Linked DNA regions of Sus scrofa: region 2 is linked to region 1. A link is a contact called in public HiChIP or PLAC-seq data. All regions are on one chromosome and are shown on one strand. Each heading gives the region's core, a stretch centred on a gene start, on an enhancer-like site or on the middle of the called end of the contact. The rest is flanking DNA. Distances are from core to core; before and after follow the strand shown. Region 1 holds the start of MAP3K1 (mitogen-activated protein kinase kinase kinase 1). Region 2 holds the start of GPBP1 (vasculin).

Region 1 (2,700 bases), core at 20-2,519:
TTCCTGAAGAACGTCCCTCTCTTTCCCCGCCTCCCTTAATTCCACCTTCACAAAATAAATCTAGGGACTCGGGTCCCCGGGTTGTGGCACTTTTCCCATCATAGACAAACCTGCTGGAGGAAAAAACGCGACGCAGAAGCCCGAAGCTCGAAAATCATTAACATGTAAATGGTGCCTTTTCCATTCCAAAGCACCTTATCTCCAGACGCCCCGGGGGACTGGAAGGGTTCGGAACGCCAAGTTAGGCAGCTCCGGCACTGCAGGGGTGGGGGCGGAGGGAACCCGGACGGTGGCCAGACCCTGCCGGGAAGAGAGACGTGCAGCTAGAGGCATAGGATTCGGGGAGGGCCAGAACCTGGCGGAGGACAATTATCGAGCACTTCCTGGTTCCTTCCCCAAACGTGTTTTAAGTGGTCCAATGTATATGTATCGCTGCCTTTCCCAAAGACAGTCGAGGAAAATCAAGATCTATAGAGATTCCCCTTGCTCCCTCTCGCCGCTCTCTGCCTCTCTCTAGCCCCGGGCAGGGGTAGGGCATAAGAAGGGTTTACTAAATCGGTGATTTCAGGTTATGAACAAGCTATTCCAGGAAACTTTTGTTTTATTCTTAGCACGAGTTGGGGGGAGGGAGGCAAAACATGAGGAAAGCTTAAAAAAAAAAAAAAGATTTTTCTGGTCCGCGGCACCACGTCTACTGAACGTTGGCTTTCTTTCACTTTGCAGTGGCCGACTGCCCTGGGTGCCACCTGCGCGAAGGGGGGCGGGGGTGGGGTTGGTACGCGCCGGAGTTCTCCAACTCCCACTGTAACGGACAGTGCGAATGACAGATTGCAAAGCCTCCTGCATGCTTCCCCTGCAACGCACCACACAACGAAGTTCGAACTGCAACATTCGATGGGCGAGCACGGGCCGAGACTGCTGCAGAGAGGAAACGGCGTTCCGCCGCCGAGGCTCCTCCTCTCTCCGGTGCAGCCCGGGACTACCTGGAGGCGCAGCGGGTGAGGCGCGCAAACCACAGCGCGCCCCCGACGCAGCCACCTCCAAGCCCACCTCGCTAGCCCGCGCGCGGAGCGCACAGTCAGCGCCCTCCACCTGCACCCCGTCGTCCCACCCGCCGCGCCAAACCCCGCGCGCCCGCCTGTGGGTGCAGGCCAGGCGCCCGAAGGGCCGTGCTCACGCAGTTGGCGCAGGCTGCCCTACGCTGGAGGCGCAGCGCCAACCGGTCCGCCCGCCCCCTGCACTCTCCCCGCCCCCTCCCTCCCTCGCAGGGGCCGAGCGAATGTAGCCCGCGAGAGAAAATGGCGGCGGCGGCGGGGAATCGCGCCTCGTCCTCGGGATTCCCGGGCGCCGGGGCGGCGAGCCCCGAAGCGGGCGGCGGCGGAGGGGCCCTCAAGGCCGGCAGCGCGCCCGCGGCAGCCGCGGGGCTGCTGCGGGAGGCGGGCAGCGGGGGCCGCGAGCGGGCAGACTGGAGGCGGCGGCAACTGCGCAAAGTGCGGAGTGTGGAGCTGGACCAGCTGCCGGAGCCGCCGCTTTTCCTCGCCGCCTCTCCGCCGTCCTCCTCCACTTCCCCGTCGCCAGAGCCGGCGGACGCTCCTGCGAGTGGGAGTAGTTTCCAGCCTGTGGCGGTACCACCGCCCCACGGAGCCGGGAGCCGAGGCGGCGCCCATCCTGCAGAGCCGGCGGCCGCCCCAGACAGCGGCGCCCCGAGCACCGCGGGGGCCGAGCCCGGGGAGAAGCGGATGCCCGCCGCAGAGCCACCTTCTACTGCGGCCCCTGTCGGGTGAGCTGCGGGGCCGGGAGCGTGGCGGGGACTAGGGAGGCGGTCGGTCGAGGGCAATGAATGAACCCTGGGCACCGCGAACGGCGCCGCGGGGCTCCGAGCAGCTCGGCTGCGCGCCGCTCGCCGGGACCCGAGCCCTCGGGCACCCACTTTGACCCCTACAGCATCGGGTGGCGTCTCAGACCTGGCCTGGGGGACCGGTTGGGGGCCCGGGGCGGGGACCTGCCGGAGAGTTTGTTATTGTTTGCAGACATGTGACAGTCGTGCGAGCCCTGCTGCGGGGACCGCTTGAGATAAGGTGCGGGGGGCCCAGGATGGCTTTGTGGGGCTCCCGGAATAGGGACTCTCAGAGGAGCCCCGGCGCGGGACCCTGGCGCTGTCCTCCCGGCGGGCAGCAGTACGGCGGCGGCGACCCGGGACCGGAGTCCACGGGGCGGGGGGAGCGCTGCGGGTGAGGCCCGAGCCCAAGGGCGGGTGGTGGTCAAAAAAGGGGCGGCGTAGATGGGGAGCCTTGCCTGAGGCCGGGAAGGGGGGGCAGAGGGCGGCGGAGAAAGCGGCGGGCGTCACCGCAGCCGTGACAGGCGGAGCCCCTGCTCAGGTACCGGGACCGGGCGGGGACGAAGGCGGCGCGCCCGGAGCGCGGCCGCAGAGACTCCGTGGTGGACGGCTCTGTAACGCCTGTCAAAGCGGTGCAGACCTACCGGCTGCAAACTCGCGGGGGCTTGCGGTCTTTTAGGACGTGAAGTTTTCAAATTTAGTCCCCCAAGGGGCTCCTTAGTGTCTTTGGGAATGCGGACTGCACTGCTAAGACTTAAGTGACTTCTGTTTGGAGTTTGAATTCGGCCTTTGAAGTTTGCATTTGGCGGAGGGGTGTAAGAGCCAGAACCGGATGTGTCAGCCATTCAGTTTCAAAGCGGTGG
Region 2 (2,904 bases), core at 383-2,882, 340 kb after region 1:
TTCTGCCTTTTGACTTTTTAATGAGAGTTGGTACAGTTATCTGTTCCTTAAAGATTTGTAAGACCTCTTGTTATATTTATCATGTAAATTAAACATTGTTAGATATTGAGAGCAGCCAGAGATAGATAATTAAATATTAACTTTTCTGTCATATATGTTACAATTGCTTCCCTATATCACTATTTGATTTTCAACTTTGTCTTTTGCCATAAGGAAGGCAAAAATTTGTTTTCAAGTGATCAGTATTTTCTTTAGTTTTTTGAATTGACATCATGCTTAGAAACAGGAGCAGAAGCAGGTCTTGTCCCAATACATGTCACTTCAACGGAAGCAATGTGGAACGGTGGAAAGAACGTAAATTAAGACCCAAACGGACTGAAGTTCAAGTCTGGCACAGCCTAGTTGTGGCTCCCACTTCTATGTTGTGTAACCTGAACCAGATTCCTCATCTGCAAAATGGGGAAAATAACACTCACTTCAGAGACTGATATAAGAAAGTGCTTGGCACAGACAAGGCATCCAGCAAGTGTTCTCATTTCTTTGCACACAGCGAGATATTATTGATTGCCAAGGGTCCATGTCCTTCGCAAAGACGAAAAGATTGAGAAGTGTAATTTTTGGTGAGTTTGTATTCACACATTCTTTCAGGGAGCTTTTAGAGGCAGTCCATTGAACTACAAACCCCATAATGAATATAAAAGAATCATAAAGTTTCCGTGTATGAAGCCTTTGTGGTTTGGAAGAGGGCGAAGAGCCAAGCATTTTTTATTTTCTGGATTTTCCCTCAAGACACCCTCCCCCCACATACTCCTAAACTTCCTCTTGGAAGGCTAATTTCACAGGTTTCAAAATGAGCTTTCAGTTACAAGGCGAAAAGGTATCGCAATCATAAAACGTTGACGCCCACAAACTTCATAGCACAAAATCGTGTAAGCTGTATGGGACCGAGACCTTGCTAAAATAATTCTCCCCTATTGCAGATTTAATAGAAAAACATACGTTAGCATGATTACATCCCGTAGCCATTTTTAATCCTTTGAGAATCTGGGCTTAGCCCCAACGAGAGAGTCTCGTCACCGACCTCCCGCATATATATTATGTCCGACACACTCTCGTATTTGCATTCGATAGTGGATCGGCTGCTTGAGGGCGCCGGAACAGACCAGCGCCAACCCAGCCGGTGCCCGCCTGCGCAGGGCTGTGTACAAGCGAGCATGTGATCTCCCCATCCGCCAGGCCCCAGCTCGGTACCCGACGCGTCTCGCTCAGCCGCTCCTCCGAGCGTGGAGCCCGGAAGAACGCCGCGGCGCGCTCTACTCGAGCCCGTGCAGCCGCCTCCCGAAGCAGCCTTTCCCTTTCGCCTTCCCGGCGGCCCAAGGTCTTAAGCTCCCGGGACGCCCAGGACCGGGGGAAGGGCGGAAGGAGGGGCTCCTTTGGGAGCAACGGGGAATTCCCCCTTCCACCGAACGTTCCCGATTGTTCATAGTCTTCACGTCAGCAGCAGGGGGTAATCCCCGACTCCAGCTGCTCCTGACGTCACCGTGCGGAGCCACCGCCCCCCGCGCGCCCCTGCCTCCGGGACCTCCGTGAAGCCCCGCCCCTAGCCATAACCACGCCCTCTGCACCCTCCCTCAGCCGCTCGACGTAGAGGGCGGAGCTTCTTTGGCCGGGGCGTGAGCGGTTGCTTGGGCCAGAAGGTTCTCTGGTAGAGGCGCTCCTCCTGCTGCCCCGCCCAGTAGGTTCGTTAGCACCGCTTCTTCCATACCCTATTTCCCTCCTCCTTCTCCTCGCCCCGCCTTTCCCCTCCCTTCTCCTCAGCCCCTCCGGTTCCTTCCCCGCCTCGCCACCTTCCACGATCTCGCGAGACTTGGCCCAGAACATTGCGGATCGGGTCGGCGCCATTTTGGGACTGAGACTGGTTGTGGGGGAGGGAAAAGCGGCAAAAGGGGATTATTCAAAGTACCGAAAACCTCCTCCCGGGATCGAGCGCAGCGGCACCCCCAGGCCAGGGGCACCTCTGGTGTGGCAGAAGGTAACACCGTCTTCTGTGGTCCGCGCCGGGGTCTGGGGAGGAGGGGGTGTCTGTGTCGGCGTTGAGGTTTGAGGGGTCGGGAGCGGCGTTGGCGGCGCGAGGTGTGAGGCTGCCCACGGGCGGGGGCGGGGGGTGGCGGGAGAGCAAGGAGAGAGAGGGAAGGACGGTGCTGGGAGGCCCCTCTAGGTATTGACTCGGCCCGGGTGGAGCGGAGGTGGCGGTTGTGGGGAGGGGGTGGGTGGCTTAGCCTTGGCTGCTCAAGGGGGGGGGGTGTTGTTTGGCGGAGGCTGGGAACCGGTCCGACGCCTTCCTCGCTCGGTCTTCCTCCGGCCTCTCGCATGCGCCCGCCTGCTTTTGCACCGCTGCCGCTCTCGGAGGGCTGAGGGAGTCGAGGCCGAGTTGTGGCCTTCGGTGTTTTCTCGGCGCGCCCGCTCTGCCCGCCTCTCCGGGTCCGTGGCACTAGCTGTGGACCGAGTCGAGCGCTCCCTTGCCCCTCGGAGTCCTGTGGGGTCTGAGGGGACCTAGTCTGTTCGTGGGGAGAACCTCTCAATGTGGCTTACGAGAAGGGCTCGGTACCTTCACCTCTTCAGTGTTGGGAGAAACCTGTTTTCTTAATTCAAGGGAATGGGAACCCTCAGATCTCGCTGCTGCCCTTAGAAGCCTGGGTAAGTCTCTCCCCCGGGCGAATTTAAGGAATGTTCTTTCCCCACTTCTCAGCCACTTACCTTTCTACTTAGAGTGGGGAAAATGTGCCTCCTCTTTTAGACATTCTGATTTGGAGGGAGCGTCTTTCTCTTTATATCCCTCATTTGCTAAGTTGCATTTCTTAATGCTCGGTAGCTTTGCACCTTTCTATTCGTTTTCCTTTGGTA

The links. HiChIP or PLAC-seq counts read pairs in DNA pulled down with a chosen protein or histone mark.
Region 2: a contact with region 1 is called in an H3K27ac HiChIP or PLAC-seq map of alveolar macrophages. The contact joins the promoter of GPBP1 here to the promoter of MAP3K1 in region 1. A contact is called at or near these places in 1 of 5 promoter capture datasets (liver), 3 of 47 Hi-C or Micro-C datasets (heart right ventricle, liver and skeletal muscle) and 1 of 2 datasets of contacts at active chromatin or transcription factors (alveolar macrophages).

Annotation. Positions count from the first base shown.
Region 1 is chr16:35,871,032-35,873,731 of Sscrofa11.1, forward strand. MAP3K1 (mitogen-activated protein kinase kinase kinase 1) reads left to right here and starts at 1,270. Exons shown (of 20, transcript XM_003133973.5): 1 at 1,270-1,780. The coding sequence starts at 1,299.
Region 2 is chr16:36,215,603-36,218,506 of Sscrofa11.1, forward strand. GPBP1 (vasculin) reads left to right here and starts at 1,633. Exons shown (of 13, transcript XM_005672465.3): 1 at 1,633-2,032.